Regions from separate parts of the Anas platyrhynchos genome. Here region 2 is linked to region 1. Evidence: chromatin contacts called from public Hi-C data. All regions are on one chromosome and are shown on one strand. The core of a region is the stretch at or near the end of the contact, and the rest is flanking DNA. Distances in the headings are between cores, read along the strand shown. Region 1 has its middle 17 kb from the start of TEKT4. Region 2 holds the start of LOC101797262.

Region 1 (5,886 bases), core at 1,360-3,859:
AAAAAAAGCATTCTTACACATTCTTACACCTAGCATCTTTCTATTCCAAAGAGACACCTAATGAGGCCATTAGCATGAGTGGTCTGTTTGTTTGCTCTATCGCCTCATTCCATACCGAGCTCTAGAGCCCTCCCGTCATTAGCCTGGCTTCCCTTACTGTCACAGGGGGTCTGCATCAGGCTGAGCATCACAGGGCAGCGAACAGGGACCAAAGCAGATGTTTCCCACCAAACTTTCAGCTCGTTGCAGCGTGTGACAAGCTACAAGAAGAACATGACAGTAATCAGAGCTGGCAACCAGCAGCGGGAAATATATTTGTAAGAGCTTTGATTAAACTGTCAGCTGGAATTTTGGAGCAGATGCAAAGCATTTAAACATAGGCTGTTTAGTGGTGGGAGGCCTATTTTTTTTTTAATTTAAATGCTGGTTTAGGGGAAAAGCTATGGAATGTATTTACCTCCGAGTGCATACACACATCTTGTGCTGTGACACAAACTGGGAATTAGGAGGCTGCGTGTATAATCACAAAGGCTTGATGCTCGTGTTCCTGCAGGATGCTCCCTCACATGCACTGCAACGCTTTCCCCTCCTTCAGCACCCACGTACTGCTATGGGGCAGGGCTAGGGTATCAGGAGGAGGTGACAGCCGTGACACACCAAGGTGAATTTAGAACAAAAATCCTCTCATTTTCTGCCTTGCAGATGTGCCTGTGCATCCCAGGCTGTGCTCATCAGGCCGTTCTGTCTGGCCACTTCTTTAAAAATAATAATAATAAAAAAAAAAAATCTTGGGAAATGTAATTTCATTGCCAAATGAAGTTACTCCCAAGTGTTTCTACTTTCTTGGTGCATATGGGTTATTGCCACCATTGTCACATTGCAGGAACAGCACTAGAAGAAAGACACTGAAATAATCCCGTATTGCTACACTGGGGTTGCACCTCCCTGTGCCAACTGGCGCTGGATCCAGCATTCAGGTACTCACTTCCCAGGGATTTTGGTGGGACGTGGGGAAAAATGAGCCCATATTTGAAGTACACGGGCAATAAGGCCCCATAATGCCACAGATTTACTCACATTAGCAGGATTGCAAACCAAAAGGAGTCTGGCTCCTCATGCTTCAGGACTGAGCTCACACAAGGCAGACCAGCTCTCATGGTGTTGGTGCTGACTTGGGGATGCTGCTGGGACTGGGGGCACTGGGTGCCAGGGCTGGGGGTGCTGGGTGCTGGGGCTGGCCAGGACAAGGTTCTGGGAGGTCAGGGTGCAGCATCAGTGGCGTGGATTTGCGCTGCGTTGGCTGGGTGCCTGCCAGCTCTGCCACAGTCATCGGCTGGGGAAAGCGTCAGATTTGCCTACTTTAAGTCTTTGTTTTATTGAAGGAGACAGCTGCGTACGGGCTTGCATCATCAGCTCTGGAGACACGGAGACCTTGTAAAAGCCATTCTTGCCTGTAAAGCAAACTGAGCGTGTAACAGCTCCAGTGACCAGATCGTGTTGGCACAGCCACCTCAGAGGGGTGCAGAGCAAGGAGTGTGGGAGGATGGAGAGGTTTAATCCTTCCCAGCACAGGTTTTAGGGGAGGGAGCACAGATCCTGGAGAAGTTTCCATTCTAGACTCACGAGGCAGGAAGCAATAATCTGAAATTAATTAAACATATGAGCTCGCTCGCTCAGCTTTACCATCACTCAGCGTAAGCTGGGCTACGAAGGCAAAGCTCTTCCTTCCTGGTTTATGGAAGCCAGTAGAGGCTTACACAAGGCTTTATAGGTTTTTCTATGAAGCACTCATTAAGTTGCGCTGAGAATATTCTCAGCAACTGGTGCCTCGGTCCAGCACTTGATGTGAAGCCCACAGCCCTGCACCTCCACCAGGCCAGCACTGCTCCCTGTGCCAGAGGCAGCGAGCAAAGCATCCTCTGCTGGAAGTGTAAAAAAGCTGCTTGCTGTGTGAGCGCTGAAGCAGACCTGCCGGCTCTCTGGTTTTTGGCAAAAGACTTGGATCAGCTTTTAATGGTCACCCACTGCCAGGTTTCCAGACAAGTGACCACCATGCAGAAAAAGTCTCCCAGACTTTCGCAGAAAGCACAGCGCCGTTTTACAACCCAAATGGCCTTCGCAAAAATAAATTGGACTTTGCAGACTGAGATAGATGCATGCAGCCCCACATTAATCTCTTGCACGCTTGAACCCATTCGGATTTTAAAAGCCTCTCCTATGAAGAGCTCATACACTGCAGCAATCATAAAAATGATCTTCTATTTGCAAGGCCCAAAGGCAATGCTTAATCATGAGCCCGTATCTGAACAAGGCACTCCATCATTACGGGCTAAGTGTATGAAATGGAAATACAGCCAAGGACTTGGGTGGATTTCAATTTATCCGCTGTGTGATCCTGCTCTGCAGTTCTCAGCCCTGTGGACGCTGCCACCTGGGCGTGCTGGAGGCTGCAGCGGGCAGCTCGGTGCGCTGGTGGGCTCATGCTGCTGCAGATCATTTTCTTGCCTAGCAAACGAAACAGCCCCAAAACACAAACCCTCCAGAGTCCTGCGTCACTTACTGAAGCCTCTGCCCAGCCTTCTCCTTCAGGGAAGGCAGCTAGGATGCAATGTGCAGCCTCGCCCTGCTGCTCTGCCCATCCTGCCTCCCCCCCGGCCGCTGAGCAGCCTTGACTCAGCCCTGGCTGGGTCAATTCCCTCTAGCAATGATTCACCAGTTAACAGGCTCTCAAAAGGAGCTGGTTAAGGGAGGAAAAACTACAAACATTTAAAAATAAAGAGAAGCTCTTACATTCAGTCTCCACGATTTTGTCACCTTCTGCCATTCCATGTCTGGGACAAACCCCATTGTTTTTTGCTCAATCTCTGAACATGGTTTAAACAATCTGCACGGTATTTTGAAGAAGAACCATCCTGTTACCCCTCTTTTCCATTTTCTCTCGGAAATGGACATGACATGAATCACTTGGGCAGCAATTCATGGTCCAGACATTGCTGCCACAACCGGCGGCCAGCACCGAGCTCCACCAGAGTCCTGCTGACTCAAGTGCCCCGTGTGGTTGCACCGTGCTCTCTGCAAGTCCAGGAGGGATTGGGGAAATGTCTACACAAGAAGGAAAGCTCCAGCCCACATCCGCACAGCTACAGCTAAGTAAGAGCTGATTACAGCCCCATGACTGCCAGGGACTGCGTTGTTTTCCCTGGGCTGCCGGGAAGCCTCATCCTGGCAGGCAGACTGAGAGGAGCAGCCACTCTCCTCCTGGAGGCACCCCCGGCTTTGTGGAGACATCTTCAACCATCCTGAACACTCAGAACAAACAATGGGAAGTTCATCAACCCCTTTACAAGCTGCTCTCAACGCTTGGGGCTGCTCCGTGGCTCTGCCACCCTGCCTGTCTGCTCTCCCCTAAAAAAGCCCAGACCGGCAAATGGGGACTTTCTGCCAGAGGCACTGACAACTTTCAGTCCTCTGGGGGGGCCTGGCTTCCACCCAGGAAGCCAAAGGGTAACAATTTTCCACCTCTTTGCTGCTCTCTGCTCCCTCAACCCATCCTTTGGCAATGAAGCCAAGAGCAATGCATGATTTGCAGATCGGGGTTGTTTTGCTGGCACAATGCATTTTGTTTACAGCTCTTGAAATACAAAAACAGAAGCCTGAGAGCATTTTCGCGGCTATAGCCTGTGCCTGATTCACGTGGAGGGGAGCTACAAAGCTTTCTGATTCCTCCCTCAGTTTTGCAGCTTGATTTTATCCTTGGGATAAAGCTGGTGTCACAAAATGCCAGGAACTGGCTGAAGAGAGCCCACATCCTGTCTCTTTCTGGACATATCTCAGTTGTCTTGGTGCTGCTTTGGTTTAAACAAAATAAAACCCCTTGATTTGAAAGAGATCTCTGTCCCATAGCGTGGAAGGTCACTGGCAGAATTTTGAATTTTTAAAGGATAAAACAATGAAGGTTTCTAAGAAATAAGTCTGGAATTTCTACCCATCTTCAGAGTTATTTCCTTTCTAGATTTTTTTTACAAATCTCCTGAATTACTCCATGGCAAACATTTCCGTTTTCCTGATTAACTGCATGACTATGTGAAAAGGTCATTCACTTTTTCTCCTCTGTCATTATTTTTATATAAATCCTCCAAGAAGCAGTAATAAAATACTTAATCTTCCTATTGCTTTTAAAGAGAAACAATTTCTTTACCCTCAATGGCATTTTTCCTGAGGATTTCATCCTCTCCTGCTGCTGTTGCATGCTTGGGGTGCCCAGTCTTGGTGACACTGCAGTCAAAAAGCAGTTGACACTGCAGCAAATTGCCCCCATCCATACCCCAGTTTGGAGCTGTCATCCTCCTAAGCATTTGGGGTAAAATCCACCTCTGCAGCAGGGCATTACTGCAGCAGTTGATTTTGCTCACAACGTAACAGTAATGTCTTGGATCATGAAAAAGTATAAGTTTCCTAATTCCAATCAAAACCCATGGGATTCAAATATTGACTTAGGAGCCAGGTGTCCCAATATATTTATCAACTTGGGCTTGCTTCAGACAGGATTTTTTTACTGTCCAGGCCTCCTAAATTCTCAAGAAGTACCTACCCCCTCTAACTTCCAATTCTCCCTTTTTTTTTTTTTTCCTTCTAAGAAAGCGGAAGAGGGACTTGTAGGACCGAGGTGCATGTGCCTGGCATGTGGTACAAAGCAGAACACCCCCAGTACCCACGACTTTTTGAAACAAGGATGCTGGAGTGAGGTTGTCATAGAAACAACTGCATTCATCACCCAGAGAGCAGTAAAACCAGGCTGGGGTTCCCTGTTCAGGGATGGAGGCAGGAAGGATGCAAACCTGAGGGGCCTGCCACTCCTTTTGAGACAACAGGCACTTTTGGGAACTAAAGGCACTCAACATCTCAGAGGATGAGCTCCTTTTCCCATGCACTGTGAGTGTTTTGGTCTCAGTGAAGACATTACAAGTCATGATGCCTGCTCCTCTGAGCAGGCCAAGCGTGGCAGGCCCAGGGCAGCCTTTCTTCAGGAAATCTTTCTTCGAAGGAACCAACACAAAATCATTCAATGAGAAACTGTAATAGTCATCTGTGTGGTGAGGAGCGTGTTCCCAGGGAAGGGAGAGCACAAAGCCTGTACTAACAGAGCGTGGAGCAAGCAGACGCTGCAGGGCTGTGTGCTGAAGGCAGCCTTCCTCGCTGCTCCCCTCTGTTTAATTGTGGTCTCGAGTGTTGATTTAATAGCTTGAATGACAACGCATCACAGCACAGTTTGTTCACAATCTAGATAGGTACCTGGGCACATGAAGTATTTTCCATCCATTAACTTCATGAATGTTGATTATGAACAGGAGAAGAACAAATGACAAATAGAGGGTGGCTATTTTCCAAATATATGGTAAGAAAATTTCAAGATGATTAAGTTCACTGAATGTTAGTTAGTTAATAAATAATATCCAATGATGCTATTAATGTCAAGCCCAGCTCAAGCTGTTTGTTCACGGACTTATTAGCTGCACTGACCTTTCCCTATTCAGACAAATCTCCTCCTGCTCATTCACCTGGGATTTGTTTCTCAATGATACAAAGACCCTGCTGCCACTTTGGACGTGGAAAATGGGGTGTAACAGATGGAAATAGGGCCTGGGGTATGCTGAGTGCTGTGTTCCGGAGCCTGCCAAGGCTTGTGCCAGGCCGGGGGCAGGACTTTGTGGGCTCCCCTCCGGGACCACTGCCCAGCCCGCCGTGCCCAGGGCCCACCATGTCCTGCTTGTCCTCCTCATGAGAGCTCAGCAGCTGAGAAGAGCATCGCAGACTGTCACGGCAGGTAGCAAGGAGCCCGTGGAGCCAGAGTGCGGCCTGGCTACCAGCTACATCCCATGCGCAGCG
Region 2 (6,560 bases), core at 710-3,209, 440 kb before region 1:
GCAATAGCTTGCTACCGTGGCTTTAAAAGCAGGAAAAAAAAGACAGGTCCTCCCTCTCCCCACAGTTTTACCCTCATTAACGAACACCTTACAGGCAGTTAGGCTTCACACCCTCCCCCTTGTAAACTGGTAACAGAACGTTGTTTTTGCATGTTTAGCCCAACTTTACTCACAAAGTAAAGTTTGCTGAATTCTAAAAAACAAAAGCAAAGCAAAGGAGAGATACACAAAAGATCCCTCCCCCTAAAACAAAACGAGTCACACCAGAGAAACAAACAAACAGAACAAAACAATGCTCCCCCCTACTTCGCCCCCTACACTTTGGTTAGGAATATCTAAAGTTTGACCTTTGCCTAGGGCAGTGAGAAACAGTCTGATTTAGTGCAATGATTCCATGAAATACACCATGTGCCCAAGGAAAAGAGGAGGTACATTTGTTTTTTATCAAATGAACATCTACTCCAACAACTTACTGGACTACTAGAAATAAATACAGACACTGGCCATGTGTTTAGCGCTGTGAAGCTGACTGAGATGAACATTTAGAAGAGGAAATGTTAAAATAATCAAATTTAAGTTCTGTTTATTGTTTTAGTGTGCATAAGAGTGATGTCTTTTAAAGACTTCAGGAATTCAGTTTACTCAAAGTTGTGCATTTTTTTTTTTACTACAGTTCTTCCTTACCTCAGAAGCCAGTTTATCACAAATGTAGCAGTAGCACTGACTACAAAAATCAGCATTTTTTCCAAGGGGCGAGCACGTATCACATTCCATTCTCCTGCACAGTTAAAAAACAGACCATTACTTACAGAGCTGGCTGTGCCCTTATCCAACTCTTTCTGCTTGTTAGCTGTTCAAATGCTAACAAGGTTACTTGACAAGTTGGCTTAAATGTAGGAAAGGAAAGCCCCATATCATCCTCCATATCAGCGAACATACTCAAACGGGTGTATTGTACAGTCGTATCTGGCGTGGGGCATCACATTTGCTTGTTTACAGAATGTAACCATGAGGTCACATTCCTCGTCTACAACCTCTTCAGTTTTCTCCTCTTCCACGGCGGTCTTTTCTGTATAAACGAGAAAAAAGTCTAAATGAGTAGAGAGGTAACTACAACTCGACAACAAAGTCATCAGCTACTAAGAGTTATTCTTTGAAACAATAAGGTGCAAGTTTTCTTATGGTTGCATATGGTGCAAATGGCACACAGGAATAGGAAAAAAGACTTGCACATGCTATCCAAAGACAGGTAGGAGAGGCTTTCACAGACTTGTTTTGTGAGAACTTTCACAGGTGAGCAGGAGCCCAATGCCTACCTGAGGGGTCTACCAACAGAACCGAAGTCCCAAGCGTGCTCTCAGCTTCGTCATCGCTGATGAGGATCACACCCTGCTCCTCCTCCCCCTTTGAGGACCCCATGGTTGCCAAAGCTCGAAGGAAGCACCACGCTGCTGGGCAGCAAGCAGGACACAAAGCTCGCCCCTACTGCCCTCGGAAACACCCCAAAACGCCTCCCCCAAAGCCCCCAACCCCTCAGAACCGCCCTAGAGACGGCGCCACCCAGCCCTTACCACAACCAACAGCCCCCAAAACCTCCACTTTTCCACCCAAACCTCAACGAGGAGGAAGGGAGGGACAAAATAAAGGGCACAGGAGGGCGGGAGCTGCCCCCCTTTGGCGGGACCACCGCCACTCACCGCCCCCAGGCCCCGCAGGCCGCCCCCACCTCACGACCCCCCCCCCCAGGTCCCCACCGCGCTCCTCAGCGTCCCGCCGGGCCCCGCCACTCTTTGAACCCCAAACCGCTTCCGAGGCGGCGACCCCATGAGGGCAGCCCGCCCTGAAGCCGTCCGCGCTACTTCCGCCCTCACAGCGGGTTGGGAATGGCTGGGAGGGCAGTGAGGGGCCGCCATCTTTGTTGTGGGCAAGGGGGGTGTCCCTCATGCCTAGGGGCATGGCTGGCCCCCTGGTGGAATAAATCCCTAATAAACCCCTCGTCCTTCACAGCAAGGAGAGGGGGACAGGAATCATGGCAGGGTGTGATCCTGCAGGGCCCTGTGGTGTGCGAGGTGCTGTCTGAGGGAAGGGGGAGGCCGCCTTTCACGCCTCATGGCAGCCTCCTTTTGGATCTAATTTACTTACTTTATATTTAAAGACACCCGTGGTGTCTCCTTTTGGGGGTCTCCGTGACTGAACCCCACAGATGTGGCCCCAAACACCACACACACAGTGAAAAAGTCGCTTCCCTTCCAGCCAGGCCCAGCATCCACCATCACGGCAGCTGCTCACGGAGCTTTGCTGCTTTGGGCATCACCAAAATGTATTTTTTTTTTTTTTTTTTCTGGAAAAATCCCAGGGCAGATTTCTCCTGCTGCAAACCCAGCAGGTGATGAGCAAGATGCCCACGTCCAGCAGATGTTTGGGATTTCCCAGGAACACTAGATGGTACCAGAGCTCCACACTGAGGCCCCGGCAAGCATCAGCCTGTGGGACCAAAAGTGCCTCAAAAGTGGAAATTCTGATACACAGGAAGCTGAAGATGTAAAGCTGCAATATATTCATAAGCTGTTGGCAAAATAATCGCCTTTTCTATGGGAAAAAGCAGATAGGGTAATTGTGAATGAAATAAGGACACTTTTCATGTTTTCAGGACAAGCATAACAGTACTGTTGGTTAAAAATTATCAGCAAACAGAAGGTATTACAGAACCTTTTAGGAGAGCATTTGAGGACTAATACCCATGGAATGGAAATTTTTCATTACTAGTAGTTAGTAGTACAAGGAAAACCTAGGAAGTATTTTAATTTAAGCTGAAACTGCTGTTAATTCATAAAAATGTGGTACTTTTCTGGTATTGTTAATAATAAAAATTATTGAAACAACACTTGGAATATGATTATCTTTTTTCTGTAAGAGGCTGCACACGTTTCAACATGCTGCTTGAAATATTAATGCATTAAAAATGCCTTCCTGCAAATGAATATTTATTCTATGGATAATCTTTAATGTCTTCATAGCTTTCAACACATTTGGGCAAAGTGTTTCAAGTTTCTGTGCTTACAATGAAAAATTTAAACCCGACACCTAAATAGGTGGCCCGATTTCAGCTGCGTGGAGCACTTTCTGCGGAGCCATCATTTCCCTCACATAGTTGCCTCTGTAGCATGACAGCGTTTTAACAGCCCAAAGTAACTCAACACAGCAATTTAGGTGATGAAATGAAGTATTGAGATAGCAAGGAGAAATAATAAAGGCAGAACTGGCACCTGGCCAGCAGAATTTTTCTGAATACTCCGCTCTCATGCAGAAGTCCTGGGAGATGATCTTATGGCCAAATATGGTCAGGACTCAGCGCTGTGTTTCATCCAAAACACAGCAACACTGGTGTTTCCTCTCTTTCCAGATGAAGAGTTGGCGTCGGCGTCCTATTTTTAGTGGTGTGGGTGTAAAGTATGTTGGTTAAATTTTGTATCGCCTCAGCTCAGTCTGCTTTGCCACGCAGCGTTTCATGCCCAGACCTAGCAAAGCTTGAGGTCTGGGACTGACACCACAGGCTTTATGGTCTTCATCTCGTAGGTCAGTGACTTTTGTGTTTTGGGTGAAGAGACAGCTCTCCTGCTCCTTGAGCCCATAAGCCAGACTCAGCTCTCCATCCTGTGCCAAGGCAGAACAATGAGAAAGCATCTGGTGAACTCCCATGGCCACAGCGACAGGACTGTATAATACCCCTGATTTAGGCTGGTATTCAGTGCATTTCAATTCCAACACACCTGGAAATGCAACCGTATTCTCTTCTTATTGTTGCACATGAGAGAAGCAGCTTTCCCATCCCTTCAGAGCACTGACTGCTTTGCTGTGCACTTGCCCCTGCCCTTTCTGTGCAAAGGCAGCAGGAACCTTGTTCTGCTGCTTGCTGGGGCTTGGCACAGCATGGGCTTGTGTTTGTCAGGTGCCTGGAATGGGAATAAAGATTTACATAGGTGTATATTTGGGAACAACTGGTAGCCTCGAAATAAAGAAGTGGAATATAGGCAACAATTAGCATCAGGCTGGGAAGTGAAACCTTCAGGGAGGAATGGAGCAGTCTGGACCAGGTCAAGGTTTAACTGAAGATGCAGAAGACTTCAGCTCAATGGGAGTGGGCTGCTTGGGACTAGGGGAATGGATTTCTACCACTGGCTCCTGAAGTAGAGGTGGAATTCCTCTCTGACCGCAACAGCAGAGCTGTAGAGCAAACAGACCATTAAAACATCCATTCCAAATATATATATATATATATATATATATTCACGTCCCATTTATATTTACTGCTGCTTCATTCTGTTGAAAGTCAAAGGCCCATTTGTATCCGATGAAAGGCTTGGGATAGATCAGTCGGCTGGAAAAGGCTCAGAGGATTGAAACCTACAATTCCCCTCGGGCGAGTGCTAATCCATCAGCCTGCTGCGCCCGAGCAAGGTGCCGCAGATCCGTGCCGGCACCGCCAGCTGACTCCTGCCTCACGCTCGTTGGCCCCAAAAAGGATGTTCAGTGCTAGAGCTGTGAAAGAGATTCTCCTAACGGAGCTGCTGGGAAAAGGCTTGCGGTCATTTCCAGCTACCTTTGGCGTCTCGGCAGAGCCGTCACCTCTGTTACGGGCAAACTTTCCGCGGTGACTTGAAGGCGGTCCCCCCTCCCCTTGATCTTTGAAGTGCCTCTGAGCGCATTGCAATGGGCTGACGAAGTGTCGTCTGTTGTGTGGCAGCAGCGCTGCTCGGGTTTCGTACGGAAACGAGGCTTACGTGGTTATAATGTGTGCCTGAGTGAATGACGGGCCCTCTTCGTGTCCAGAAGTCACCGAGGTGGGAGGGAGCCATCCTTGCTCTCCAAAAGCCAAGATCCAAGAGGGAGGGCTGAAAAAAAAACAAGCCTCACTGTGCAGGAGAAAAAGAATGGTACCAGAGCAAGGGAAACACACGTTAGCTGCTCTGTACCTCTGTCTAAACCAGACCAAGCTTTTCCTTGAACCCTGGTCTTGTGAGGAAATAAGATTCGTGTGGTGACAGCCCATGTATGAGTGCAGCCCTGGTAATTACTGAACTCTGGTGCCGATTTCAACCAAATAGATGGCAGGTAGAAGTCCCAAAAAATGTTGTGATAAGAGTTATGTGTGTGTGAGAGAGGAACCCTCTGTTTATGCCTTTCCTGAATTCAACCGTGATCCAAAACCTTCAAATCTGGGAAGAGGTGGGACAAAATTCCCCATCCGTGGAGAAGCCTTGGTAGCATTCATGCCTGTGTACCACCGGTCTCCCCACACAGGAGAAGCCAGCAGAGTAGTGTCCCCTACAAAGGAGGACAGCCCTAACACTGGTTTTTAAGCCCATCAGGCACGAGGAACGAGTGTGTTGGAAGCCAGGCTCCCTTCTTCCAGCACTCACAGGCTGACCCGGCGTTTTCATGCTTGGAAGAAAACGGTTCGGTTAGCTCCTTCCCATCGTAATTTCTTCCCTTCCCCAAGATCAAATAAAGCAGAAATGAGATGCCGTGAGAAGGACCGCTCCCGGGGTATTTCGGGCCCTGTAAAAGCGGTCTGGTTTGTTGTTTTTTTGGGGGACCCCAGCGGGCCAGGGCAGGGGGACCACAAGGACGCACCGGCGCTGAGTCGGTGCCAGCAGCGGGGTGGGGACAGAGGAGGTGGAGATGCTCCCCTCCACAGCAGCCAGCAGCTCGCGATTTAAGAAACAGATGAACATGAACCGCATTGGAAAGCCTTCAAAAATCTGCTAGCACTCTCTTCCCTGCCGAAAACTGAATAAATCCCCTTCGTATTCCAGGCTCCTAGCGAGACCCTGAAATATTATCAGTGCTCTTTGACACCCTACCTGCCCCTCATCCCACCTGGCTTTCCACAAAACACATTTCCTCTGCTTTCAGGGAAAAAAAAAAAAAAAAAAAAAAAGCCAGGTTCGTTCAAGCTCTGACACTTCTCTAGCACTGGGGTGATCGAGTCTCCTCCGTTTTATATTTGGTATTTTAATAGAGTTTCCTTTTAGACCTTTAATGAGTTTTTATTCCCCTTTGTATAGCAGACGCTTCAGTCCGACCGACAGTTTTACTCACCCCATGTGGAGTAATCCGAACAGCCAGGACAACCTCTTATTCCTGTGGCAAGGCTTCCCCTGCCAACATTCCTCCTTTGCTCACAGCCAGAAGGATGTTTTGACCCTTTCCTCGCCGCCGTCCCACCCACCTCCAGCCCCCCGCGGGGACCTTCCCGTGGTGCAGCACCAGGAGCGTGCCCAGCTCACAAGTGCCTGCCGCTCTTTTTCAGGGAAGGAAAGAAAAAGAATGAATTAAGACAAAACAAAAGCTCACGGGACGTGTAGGCTTGCGGCCATGCTGGGGAGCTTTTATAATTTGCACAACGCACATCGATGAGCAAACGGCTGGAAAACAGGTCTGGCTATGGCTGCTTCATTTATTTGTAATGCATCCCGGAGCCCAGTGCAGGGTGAGAACAAAACACGGGACAAGGATGCGAGCCTGAGCAGCACTGGGGACAAGACCATCCCCAGGAC

The links. Hi-C and Micro-C count contacts between places; a contact is called where the count stands out from the background.
Region 2: a contact with region 1 is called in a Hi-C map of skeletal muscle, with 3 times the contacts expected there. The contact joins the promoter of LOC101797262 here to the enhancer-like site in region 1. A contact is called at or near these places in 2 of 8 Hi-C or Micro-C datasets (skeletal muscle and subcutaneous adipose tissue).

The regions. Positions count from the first base shown.
Region 1 is chr15:17,884,449-17,890,334 of IASCAAS_PekinDuck_T2T, reverse strand. No RefSeq gene overlaps it. Among named protein-coding and RNA genes, the nearest start is that of TEKT4, 17 kb to the right of the region's middle. Within about 2 kb of position 2,609, at least 4 of the 8 cell types and tissues checked have an H3K27ac peak or open chromatin away from gene starts, as enhancers often do. A contact at or near this core is called in subcutaneous adipose tissue, where this site is marked.
Region 2 is chr15:18,324,459-18,331,018 of IASCAAS_PekinDuck_T2T, reverse strand. It overlaps LOC101797262, which reads right to left and starts at 1,959. Exons shown (of 20, transcript XM_072023810.1): 1 at 1,872-1,959; 2 at 1,317-1,448; 3 at 940-1,069; 4 at 685-778. The coding sequence starts at 1,956.